Regions from separate parts of the Mus musculus genome. Here region 2 is linked to region 1. Evidence: chromatin contacts called from public Hi-C data. All regions are on one chromosome and are shown on one strand. The core of a region is the stretch at or near the end of the contact, and the rest is flanking DNA. Distances in the headings are between cores, read along the strand shown.

The links. Hi-C and Micro-C count contacts between places; a contact is called where the count stands out from the background.
Region 2: a Hi-C map of the N1E-115 cell line shows a contact between it and region 1, with 7 times the contacts expected there. The contact joins two enhancer-like sites. A contact is called at or near these places in 15 of 484 Hi-C or Micro-C datasets (3T3-L1-derived adipocytes, the N1E-115 cell line, adipose-derived mesenchymal stem cells and 9 more).

Annotation. Positions count from the first base shown.
Region 1 is chr8:107,939,474-107,945,797 of GRCm38.p6, forward strand. No RefSeq gene overlaps it. Among named protein-coding and RNA genes, the nearest start is that of Gm39242, 110 kb to the left of the region's middle. Within about 2 kb of position 3,573, at least 25 of the 459 cell types and tissues checked have an H3K27ac peak or open chromatin away from gene starts, as enhancers often do. A contact at or near this core is called in the N1E-115 cell line, where this site is marked.
Region 2 is chr8:109,184,728-109,191,030 of GRCm38.p6, forward strand. All of the region lies in intron 5 of D030068K23Rik (RIKEN cDNA D030068K23 gene), which reads left to right. All of the region lies in intron 1 of 4922502B01Rik (RIKEN cDNA 4922502B01 gene), which reads right to left. Among named protein-coding and RNA genes, the nearest start is that of 4922502B01Rik, 62 kb to the right of the region's middle. Within about 2 kb of position 1,259, at least 48 of the 459 cell types and tissues checked have an H3K27ac peak or open chromatin away from gene starts, as enhancers often do. A contact at or near this core is called in the N1E-115 cell line, where this site is marked.

The DNA.
Region 1 (6,324 bases), core at 2,323-4,822:
ACAGGTCACCTCTCTGCCGCCCTCTCCCCTCAGCAGGACCACTCATGTCTGGACTGTATTTGGGAAGAAAGAAGTGAGGGGGAGGGGAAGGAATATGCTTCAGGCCCCTCTCATCTTCTTAGCGTTTACAGCTATTTTTTTTTCTTCACTATTCCAATGAGCTATTCTTGCTCTGAGTCCCAGCCCTATTCTTCCCTTCCCCATAACTGCTCATTCTTTTCCCCTTGGTAGTTTATCTGTCTTTGCATGGTGCTGTTAAAACAGGAATCCTAGCCAGGGCCCAGCCCTCCTTATTTGTTTCATTTGTAGAAGTCACCCCTGAGTAAGTGTTCATAAATATATAGCTAAATGAATATTTACTCTGCTGATACACACATGTGAACGCGCGGGCGTGTGCGCGCGCGTGCACACACACACACACACACACACACACGAGAGAGAGAGAGAGAGAGAGAGAGAGAGAGAGAGAGGGAGAGAGAGAGAGAGAGAGAGAGAGGGAGGCTGGGGATATAGGATCCAGCATTGTATTTCAGCTTCCAATTAATATGACCAGCCACAGGAAATAAGACAGAATATAGATATACACGCCTACACCTTTTACTGTCTTCAAAAATTAAGATCAATCCCATTTTAGAATGTTATAAATCCATAGGATAGTGTAAATCAATCACACCCAGCCTCGTGATTCTCAGATTTTCACAGAAGAAAAAGGTTAGCTAACTACCCTCTTTTTTCTCCACCAGCATGTCTGTGCCGCCTTTGATTTTTCCTCCATCCTAGCTTTACGCCTCACCTCCCCCCCCCAAGCCCCCAGCCCCCATTCTCCATCCAAAAATGAATGCAAAGAAATACTATTAGGCTGTCTGGTTATGTATTTTTTATGAGGCCATACAAGACGCTGTCTGACCCCTCGCCGCTCGTGTTATAAGCACATTGAAGATGCTTTTCATTTGGCTTTTGCTTTTCAGCCTGGGTGACCTCTATTAAATAAAAAAAAGGGGGAGGTGGGGGGCTGTGAGGGGAGGCCTAATATGTGACCCCAGGGACTGGTCGCTTCAAGGATTACATTTAATTCATATGATAATATTGAAATATAACGTTCCTGGCTCTAATGCTGTGGCTAGTTTCTCTTTCTTTTTATTTTCAGAGGCCTGGTGATGAGTCTTGTCATAGATATTTTTCATCAGTTTAGAGCAGAGCTCTAGCCCAAATACTGGGGTCAGGGCCTTAAAATTACCTTCTTTCCTCTTCAAATTCTGGATGGGAACATTAAAAAAAAGTCTCTTTTCCTGGTTTCTGTGAGACGCAGAGACATTAATTCCTTTCTCATGTGTGTCTACCAAGAGCTCTGTTTCAGATAAAGAAACAATTCGTATTTAACATTTTTGTCACCTACGCCCAACTACTCACTCCCAAATTCTTTATTACTATAAAAGATAACATCTTTTTAATGTACATACACAAAAATACATACATATACATACATACACATGCATTCATGCATGCACATATATATACACATACATACTTCCTTCTTGTTCCCTTCCTCTTCCTTCCATCCTGTCAGTTGTAGATATATAAAGCTAATCTCCTGTATGTGACATGTGTGGTCATTTATATAATGACTTGCCTTTGGGTCCTTGTGTCTGACCTCTCTCTCTCTCTCTCTTTATATATATATATATACACACACACATACATATATGTGTGTGTATATGTATATGCATATATACACACACACACATATATCCCTATATTGACATTACTCTAGAATTATCCCATTTTTATAATGCTCACATTAGTTGGTGAATGTACATTTGCACAGGACTTACACATTCACCAAGGTAGTATTTGCCCCCTGCTTCCCTGCTCCAGCTTAACACTGTCTATGGCGTTTAAGTTTTTGACTGATGCAGCAAACCAGTTTTCAAACACCCCCTCCCACCACCACCCCCAAGCCAGTTTTCAGAATCACAATCCTGTTAAAGGTTCCTCGGACAGCTGATGTCTCCCTGCCCCCCGCCCCCCCCACCCCGGTTGAAATGAACTGGTTGAGAGATAGGACTCAACTCCCCCACCATTCAAATGTTTTGAAAATTTTTTATTCCTTTCACTTGAATAGAGCAGTACTTAATTTCCTGGAATCAGCTTCCGTTCCTCAGTGCTGTGTGTCGCTGTCCTCCAAGGCAGGTTCTTTGGAGGGACGGTAGCATCTCACCAGAGCTAATAAAGTCAATTAGGGTAATGCTATACAGTGGGCCACTAGAAAATCAGATGCGTCTGCCTTGGTCCTCTGTTTTCAGATCATACCAATCTTGCTCTTCATAAAGAATATATAGAGAAAGGGCTTTTATTATTAGTGCGTAGATATATATTAAATTGCAATCTCTCTCTCCCCCCTCTCCTTTCCCCCTCTCTCCTCAACCCCCCCCCACTTCTCTCATTTCTTTTTAGTTATTGAGAGAGAGAGAGAGAGAGAGAGAGAGAGAGAGAGAGAGAGAGAGAGAGAGAGAACTTGGGAAAAAAATCTGCGGACATGTTCACACGTTTTCATTACCAGAAATGTACCGCTGAAAACTGATCAAAGCTGGGAAAATCACGGCGGCGGCTGAAGCCCCCATCTCCAGCCTGTCTGTTATTATTACCCAGGTATTACCACAAATGTGATTCAGCAAATAAAGCCCCTGGCTGCCTGGCTCCCTCTGCAATCAGCAAGCCAAGTGGATCTGCCATGGGGTTTCCTGAAGGGACTCCTAATTGTCTTGCATGTGTTTGTCTCCCAATCTGAATATTCCTGGCATCCGGGAGACTAGTGGGAAATGTACAGATGTCTCCAAGTACACATGGAGTCCCTATATGTTTTTGCCTTTGTCAGTCACCGTATGCGAGAGAGATGTTTTAAAGCACAGAGCCCAGGTTCTCCTTTGTAAGGCATTAAGCTATGACCCTCCTCCTCTCTTCCCGCCCCCCAGTAGCCCTGGACTTCAAGATGCCTCCTTGACTGGAGCCTAACATGGAGTTGTCTTTTTTATTTTTTATTTTTTTAAACCCAGTCACAACACAGAGAGAGGAGGAGGAGGAGGAAGAGAGAGAGAGAGAGAGAGAGAGAGAGAGAGAGAGAGAGAGAGAGAGAGAGAGAGAGAGAGAGCCTGAAGGATGGGTCTCAAAAATTGTAAAGGAGCCACAGGGAACCCCCTTTGCGAGCTACAGAAAGCAGGCTAGCTGAGGTAAGGTAGATGTGAAAGTCTTTCTTTTCTTTTTTCTTTTCTTCCCTCTCTCTGTCTCTTGCTGGTGTGTCTCCCTCTCTGCCTTCTCCCTCCCTCTTCCTAAGCGCCCCCCCTCCCCTTTCCCTATGTATTCGTGTGTTCTTCTCTCAGTAGCTTGTCTCTCTTTGGATCTGGGAGGGTGGCTGGGGTGGGGGGAGCCACCTAACTTCTTCCCCGCTTAAGCAGTCTGAGAATGGAACTCATGTGAATATGTAAATAGGACTCCTGGCCGCGTTGCCGACACGTGTATGTGTTGTATCTTCCCCCCCACCTCCCTGTCTCAGCGTCTGATCTTCAACAGATTGCTGTTGTTTCCTCTGATCGCGAGCACAGCGTGCTGGAAAGAGAGATGGGGTGGGGGGGGGGGGAGGTGGAGATTGGAGGGAGTGTGTTGTGGGGCTGGGAGGGAGGAAATCATGACAAGATTGCTGTGACTTTTTTATATTAATGTGTGGCTTTTTTCCCTAGCTCATTTGCATGTCAAAGTGGCGGAGGTATGAGGGCACAGATTAGTATGGAGATGACATAATGATGTAATGAATTAAATGTGATCACTTCTCCCAAGCTGGGGGTGAGGTGGGGGTGGTGGTGGGGAGGACAGCGAGGTGGGGAGGGGGAAGCTAGTGTCAGACAGCCAGGGTGAGCCAGCAAGAGGGGAGAACTGCTTCTGATCTGCACCGTGGTTGATTGATGTCACCGGCTCGCGGAATGCATCTTTTTATTGTGATGATGATGATGGTGATGGTGCTGATTGAGATGATTACACTTATCGTTAGTGTGAAATTTGAATTTTAAGTGGTCAGTGCCAGATCTGCACCCCCAGCCCCCCCCCCCCCCCCGCCCAGTGCACATGATTATTTGGTCCATCAGTGCAAACCCTTCACTGTCAAAATCTAACACCACTCTAGCCTCCGCTTTTATTTAAAAAAAAAAAAAAAAAAAAGAGGACGGTGCAACCTCCAGGAAAGAGAAGATGACTAATTTGTGATATCACACAGAAGGCTGGATTACAAGGCCTTTTCATGGGGCTTCAGTTCTGGTTTTGAGTAAGCAGAAAAGAAAAAAAAAAGAAAGAAAGAAAGAAAGAAAGAAAGAAAGAAAGAAAGAAAGAAAGAAAGAGAGAGAAAAGAAAAAACAGGAGGGGAAAGGAGATTTAAAACATTTTTATTATGAGAAGAGAAAGACAGAGACAGAGGCAGGAGAGAGAGAGAGAGAGAGAGAGAGAGAGAGAGAGAGAGAGAGAGAATCTTTCACTATATCGGTAGGGTGGCCAAGGTTTTCACCATTGACAGTAAGGAAAATGCAATTTCATCTCAGGCGTACAGCGTTATCTCTCTTTAATAACAAAACCAAACTAGGCTGATTGCGAACAAAGCAAATCCCCAGCCAACCCAGTGTGAGAAGCAGCAGAAATCGGGACATTTACCGTCCTCCTTTAGCCTGTTTTATACGCAACACCTGAAAATGTGCATACAGCAGTTGCAAATGGGAGGAAGGGGGAGGCTCTCTCCTCTCCCCTTAAAAATGTGTGTATAATTAAAAAGGAAATGAAGAAGAATATACATATAAACTCCAAAGATTTTTTTTTTTTTTTTAGAGTTGGAGCTTTATTTTTGGTCAAATTCATCCTGTGAGCCAGCAAGTTTTCTTTGACTCCTTCTAGTATCCTGCTCCTTGGGATTTCCTAAGGTATAGAAAATCGGTATAGCAACTTGGAACTAATTGTCCTTGTTGCAATAGCCCGGATGGTATGAAGGGGCACTTAGGAATTCACAGACGTCACTAACATTAATTTATTGAAAAAGAAAATCCAAAGCAACTCCATTAGTTGTTTTTCCCCCCTCCCTTGTTATTGTTAAGGGCTTTAAATGGATTTCCTAATTGGATAATTTTATTCACAAAGAATAATACACAGATGGAAAACAAGCCCGGACGCTGGGATGGGGGCGGAGTTGGCAGGCAGAAAGAAGGAGAATCGTCAGCGCGAAGCAGCAGGGTCAAGTTCATGGAGACCCTTCTCAGAAGTTATGCTAAGAAGGGCAGAGGGTGCCGGGAACAACATGGATGTGAGAGCCACCTGACCCCCGGGCCCGCGGGAGGCAGATGGGTGTCTTAAACATGTTCAGACAACACAGCGGAGGATGCGTTTGCCTCCTTTCTGTCGTGTTTAAAGTAAAGCCCGCCATGACTGGGGCTTGTTGATGATAGCTGCTTGCCGTGCAGCCCAACCTCAGGTTTCTTAAGTTGCAGGCATCCCCGGGGTTTCCCTTCTCTCGGGTGCTGTGATCAGATCTGCGTTTCCTGTCTCCCAAGTCCATCGTTTTGTCGGCGGCGAGCTGGGCTTCTGACATCTCTCTTCTCTTACCTGGTTGTGTTTATTATAGACCAGATCCCAGTGAATGCCACACACAGACACTATTAGTAGCAAAGCGTATCAGGTCCCCTTCTTATACCCGCCACCTGCTAAATACATGCAGTGTGAGGGCAAAGTTCTGGAGTCCTGGTCCTTCTGCCTCCACACCGGTATCCTTATCCTTTCATTCCCCAGGTAGCCTGTGGCCTCCACAGCGTCCTGCTTTCTCCCTGCCTTAGTCCTCTATGCCAATAAAGAAGAAAGGCAGCCATGAGGATTGTTACTATTGATCTGCCCAAGGGGATCATTAGGCGTCCGTATCAATCTACAAATCAGTAGGCCTGTGTTACTAGCCTGGGCAGTCATTGCCAATTTGTTCCTATTAGATGGCCGAGCCTGGAGGTGTGTGATGAGCAGTCGGTCTTTATCTCTGCGCTGGGTTTACAGGCTTGCTGCCAGATGCCAGAGTTCACTCGAGTTTTATTTTGGGGAGTGGACGTGGTGGAGGGTGCATGTGAGATGAAGAGGGGTAGGTCTTTGTGGATTTTCTTTCTCAGTCTGAAAGCTGCCTGCAGACTGATTAGGCTACCAAGGTGGACCCCACCCTGTTTTCTGCGAGCCGTCACGAGTGGGGAGTGGCCCCCAATATCTTCCCAAGAAAGCTGCCCATAGAAACCTTTAGCAGAAATGGTTGTTGTTTTGTTA
Region 2 (6,303 bases), core at 9-2,508, 1.2 Mb after region 1:
TCCCTCTAGGGCCAGCTCAGCCCTTCATCCTGTCAGAGCGCATAAAACAGAACAGCTTACAATTTGCTATGAAGGGGTCTTCGGGATGAAGCATCTTAATGTCTGGAAAGATTAGACGGGATCTTCATGCTTAAAGACTCCCATGAAACATTTCAAATCACACGGATGTGTCTCGGTGCCCTTTGCCAAAATTAATAGATTTAGGCTGTGGAGTTAGAAGAAGGCTAAGTATCCATACCCACCTATCATCCAATAACATTTACTATTTTTAAATCTTCTTATAGCTCCTGTACTCTTAAACTGAGAATATATTAAGTCAGAAAGGCTACCTATTTTAGACTCCTGTAAGTTAACACATAGGGGCAATTTCGATGTATAGTGACATTCTAGAAATAAATATCACACACAATGACCTAGAGACTACACCATGTTGATCGCATGCGGCTGTTTTTACTTGCTTGCTTGTTTGTAATTTTGACTATTTATCAGTCTGAGGTTGACCCGCCTTTCTGGTTTCAAATAGCTATTCCAAGAGCCCTGATAAAGAATGGCACAGAGGGACCATGGCGTAATAAACCACCAAGTGAGCTACTTTGAATTCCTCTCATGTTCTGAGAACGAGAATGTCTTAAGCTTTGATAGAACAGGGCAATTTTATATTTTCCGTCTGACTACTTTAAAAGGTTCATTGTCTTTTAATTAAACTACGGTGGGGGGGGGGCTGCTGGGGGAGAGAGCAGAGATTAAAAGCTGTCGTGCTGTAAACGGGGTGGCTTTTAGCAACTAGTAGATGAGTGAAGCCACCACCTCAAGCAAGATGAACTACAGCAACAAGTTCTGTGCCTCGAAGCTTCTCCTTGTCTGACTGTAGCAGTAATTTGGAGTTAATTTGTGTGGCTTCCGCAGTAAAAAAAAAAAAAAAAGACTGTGTTCTATGTCGTCTGACTCTTCCTAGCATGGCTTCGCAGCTGTTAGGTCCCCTTTGTATGGTCCAGCACCGAACCACCACCACAGGTGAAAGCCAGGTGAGCAGGTTAGATGGGCATCTTGGACCAGGCTTAGTGTTCACCACGTGTTGTTTACTCTCCACAAAATGCCTGCGTGGATCAGCCTCTGCCTCCATTCTCCCACTTCCTGCCTTCACCAACAAACGGAGGGCCACTCTCCTCTGGGCAAGTCACACTGTTAGGTTGGGCGAATGTCTGGGTTTCTCTGGGAGTTTTATTGCCTGGCACATTGTCTTGTTTTCCTTTGTCTGCGTGAACACTTTTTTTCCCCTTCTTTGTGTCTGTTTTTCTCCCTTTGCCTCCTACTCCCCACTTGTCCCCAAATCCTTGAAGCCAATGAGGCTGTGGTGACACCTTCTGGGCAGTGCTGGGAGTGAATTACAGCCAGGAGTGAGCTTCCTGGTGGTGGTAGCTCACCCACATACAGTGAATAATAGGATGTATGGTTTGCTTCATCAAAGAAACTGATACAACATCCTACTTGTTCTTGGGATTTCTAGCACTGCTAAGTACCAAATGCCGTAAGTTTCTTGCAAACAAGCACAGATTTGCAGTTAGTGAAATAAAAAAAAATAAATAAATTGACAACCAAGGCCCTACCTGCTTACTTTCCTAGTGGTGGTTCTGAGTCAGGCTTGAAAATGAATGTCAACAAAATAAAGGAAAGCAATTACGTGGGACTAGAATATCAACACCAGACGCTGCTGCACGTGTTTTTGCAAGGATGTGTGTGTGCATGTATGTGGTGAGACACGGCAGTATCCCGTTACATGCCAGTGCCTTCTAGCAGTAAGGACGTGTCCCATGAACAGTCCTGGTGAAGGCAGTGACATCCATCTCAGCTGCCCACTGCCTGGCCGTGTAGGATACAGGTCGCCTGGTGCTGTTTCTGTGCACCCATGTCTCTCAGCAGGTTTCACAGACAGGCTATGGATCTACTCTGTACAGCCTCAACTGGAGTCTTTTTTTTTTTTTTTTCTGAACAGACTCCATCATTCCCACCTCTCCTTCCATGCTGATTTAATTGTTATATTTAACATTTTTAAATGGTTTCTTTTTTTTTTTTTTCATACTGTATGGAAATGATACAAGCTTACAGGTACCAATTTCTCTCTCTCTCTCTCTCTCTCTCTCTCTCTCTCTCTCTCTCTCTCTTCCTTTCCTCCCCCTCCCTTCCTCCTCTCTTTCTTTCCTTTTCCCCTTTTCTTATTTTTTTTTCTATCACTACTGACTTACACTTGGACCCTGAAGAGACTCAAAGGTACAGCTTCTAGGAAAAAAAAAAATCACATGGCAGCTCTAGCAAAGTTGATGTTACTATCTCATCAGGAGAATATTAAAAGAGCCTATGGAGTCTGTTGAATAATCTCTGCCCTCCTCATAACTCTCTGTCATCATCACTGACTGAATAGCAAATACAGAGGTAACAGACAACAAAGGTACACCGGGCAGCCATTGCAGCTGTGAAGCTGCCCGTCTTTGCAGTAACTGCACACCTTAGGACGCCGTCACTAGGACACTGAGCCCAGGACACTAAGCCTGGCTGTTGTGGGTGACTGGAGCAGTTGCATCTGCAACCTTTAAAGGACCACCACATGCCTCATCTTCACTTTCTACGCCGTTCTTCAGTGAAATATTGCTTATTGGGTGTATAATATAAGCATTTATGTGTGGTACAGAACCCGATATTTTTTACAAGTCCTAAATAATCAAATCAAAGCCTAGCCACATTACTTTCCAATTCTGATTTGCAAACAGTGGTAGTCCGCTTGAGGGCGGGGGGAGGACAATAATGAAAATGGGGGTGAGGCTTTCCTGAAATTAAAAGAAAGCTGGAAATACCGAGGGTGTGAATAAGTAACAAAGTGTCGTGTGGTAACTGTCGCGTGGTAACTGCGGGGATGATGGTTTTATTTGAAGTGGGGGGCGGGGGGAGGGAGAACCAGAAGGAGGCAAAAACACAATTTGGTCTAAAATTGAATTTCTCTGATAAGGCATTTCAGAAGCGGCTTGTCTTATTCACTCAGCAGCAAAATAATCATATGCGCTTTAATAATCTTTATTTTACAGGAGTGTGTTGCCAGGGTAACAGAGTGTAAGCAGGGGAACAGCACCTTCCAGATCACAAAGGCAAATCTGTGGAAAGAAATTTCTCTCCGTTCCTCTCTCCCTTACCACTGTAATAAAGACTCTGTTTTTTTTCTGCACTATTTAATAATTGCCCATAAACATCCTCTTCTCCTTTCCCATTTCCATATCTGCTAAAACATGGACAATGGCTTAAGTCTGGAACTGCCAAGCTCAGTGGGCTAAGCAAAAAGACAGATGTGGTATCTTTAGCATTTTTATATAATTATTTTTTATTACTATTTTACCCCGTCTCCATTCCTTCCCTCTGACTGTATTCTTATTTCCTTCTCTCTTTAACCAGCCCGATGGTAGTATACCAAGGAAAGGGGGCTCGAGGTGGGAGTCTATATTCGGCTACATTAATCAAAATTTATTAGCCAAGCTTGCCTGCATGGAGATTTGAAGGAAGCAAGGAGTGCAGCTGAAGAGGATAAATTGAATTATTGCAAATGGAGTGACAAGCATTCAGACCTAAAGCTACAGAAACAATCATTTCTTTATACTCATGAACATAGAGGGTGGGTAAGGGGGAGAAGGAGATAAGTAGATTGGGGTGGGGGGGGGGGAGACAGAGAGACAGAAAGAGAAAGAAACAAAGAGACAGAGAGAGAATCCGAGACAGAGTGCGTCATCAGGGTCATTCAGTTTTTCATGGGCCCTGCTTCTGGGAGATCAGCAGATTTGAAATGAACAAAGTGAGAGATCCCAATGCCTTGGCAGCAGAAGAGATGCTCAAAACTGGCAATGAGAATGTACCAACTGGTCATTTGATAAGGTTCAATTCATGACAGACTGTGTATTTTCAGTAATTACCCCTAATTGTTTTAGCCAGGGCTCTAGCCTTTGAGGGTAAATTTCGTGGGGTCAGGGCACGTCTCGAGATTAGATAGAAAAATACTCCAAAGAGTCTGTGTTCACATGACTGTTGAAGGTGTGACTGTAGTGAAGAATTTTCAGGTTAAGGACATGTAGGTTGCTTAACACCACTGGTAACAGGATTCAACCTGTTTGTGGTAGCAGAGGCCTTAAGACAAAGGACTTCGAGGTGAGAGATGAAGACACACTCTGGTGCGTGGGAAACCAAACCAAAACAAACCATAAAGGACCGAGAGAGTGGACCATAAGCAAAGGGCCGTTTTTTAGGGAGTTTTCGCCTTGCAAATTCTCCTTGTCATCCCTGTAAAGGGAAGAAACGGGTGCATTTCAAGGCCATCACTTGAATGACCCAGATAGGACCTACTCTCCGAATGCCTGAGCTATCCAAAGAGCATACACCTAGCTAGCTGGCCAGCCGCTTTGAAGGTGAAATGCCAGTGAGCAGGAGATTTCCTTCTTAGTGTTGGTTGGAACAAGTGTTGCACTGTGTACATCTTGAGTCAGAGATGGGCCGTGTGAATAAGAAATGAGATACAAAGTTGTCTTAGCTCCCATGGACTTCCTGGAGTGTTCTAGTGATAGTAACATCAAGTGAGCAGCCAGCCACGCTCTCCAGTACTACAACAGAGAGAAACAGTACCTCCACTTAATGAAAGGTCTGAAACCCAGATTCGGGAACACGCTACAAAAGCCAGCCCACTGCAAGAAGGACCTGGGACAGCAAAGTCCCTTGTAACTTTAGAACTCATTGGTTTTTGTACTATTCTAGACTAAGTATATCAGTATCTCCATACTTTGTTTAAAATAAACTAAAACATGATATTTGCCTTAAATTTTATGTACAGGCATGACAAGTCAGGGAAAGAATAGATTGTGTGTAAAATGATTTTTAAAACTATTTCAAAATTAGTTTTAAAATAGAAAAAAGATATATGCTTAAAGTAAAAAAAAATTCTGTATTCCCACTTAAAGTCATTCAACTTCCATAACACGTAGATTTTAATAGACAGAGAAACGATGGTTAGAGACGACCTGCACACATCGGAAAAAGAAATGGGATTTCTCACACTGGGCACATTTCTTTGGATCCCTTATTTGTTTTCTCTGTCCACTCTGCTCATGCCATCCATACGAGTTCATGTGAAGGTACTATAAAGCCACACAGAACTTGAATTGCTTGGGAAGGTTTGAACAGGTTTCCTTTTTCATCCCTGTGATGGTACCTCTTCCCCCTCCCTCACACCTCCCCAATCCACCTACAGATCTCCTTGCTTTAGGACATGGCGACTTTGTTTCCTTTCCTCAGACTTCCAGCATGGGTGTTGAAATCAAGAGGCCTTAATCAGAAACGCCATCATGTATTGCAAAGCACATGAAAGCTAATGGTAGTATTTGTACAATGATCAAATTAACTTCTTAATGCAGTTTTTAAAAATACAGTGAGGCATTGTATGATAATGTTATGTTTCTAAAGGCTAACATGCCAGTCTTTCATGACTTTTAAATATATAAAAAGAACTTCTTAAACATTTTTCAAATCTATATTTTATAATTTTTGCTTTTTTTTTTTCTTCTGGGAATACTCTGAAGTTTGGCAGGGCCATCTTGGACTATAGCTATTCTCCTACCTTATAAAAATGTCTCCACCATGTTGGGCTCCCTCAGACTGTTCACAAATGAATAATAAGGAAGAAAGGGTAAAGAGTGAAAGCTAGCCAGGATGATGGCACAGGCCTGTACTCCCACAACATGGGAGGTAGAGGCAAGGGGATTACAAGTTCAAAATCAACCTGGTCTTCAGTGGACTCCCAGGCCAGCCAGGACTACATTTCAAGGTCTGGGGGGAAAGGAAGATCTCAAAGGAAAATTGTTATGATAATAGCTACAAAATAATAATAATAATAATAATAATAATAATAATAATAATATATTAGAAAATGTATTAATATCTCTACCAACTAACCTTTGTAGTAAGTATAATTCTGTGCTTGTATAAAACATACACAAATATAAAAATAACAGAACCTACTGGGGATCTTACAGAAGAGAAGCAGCTGTCAATGTGGGTGCCCCGTGCATGACCACACATGATGCTATGAATGTTGCCCTGTGTAAATTCAGCCTCACCTAATATGCCATGATTCAATAAGCTGGGAATGGTGGAATACACCTCTAACAGCAGTTGAGCGACAGAGGCAGAGGTAGGTGAGTGCAAGGCCAGCCTGGCCTACAAAGTGAGTTCCAGACCAGCTATAGTTCGACCACAGAGTTCGACCCTGTCACTAAAGAC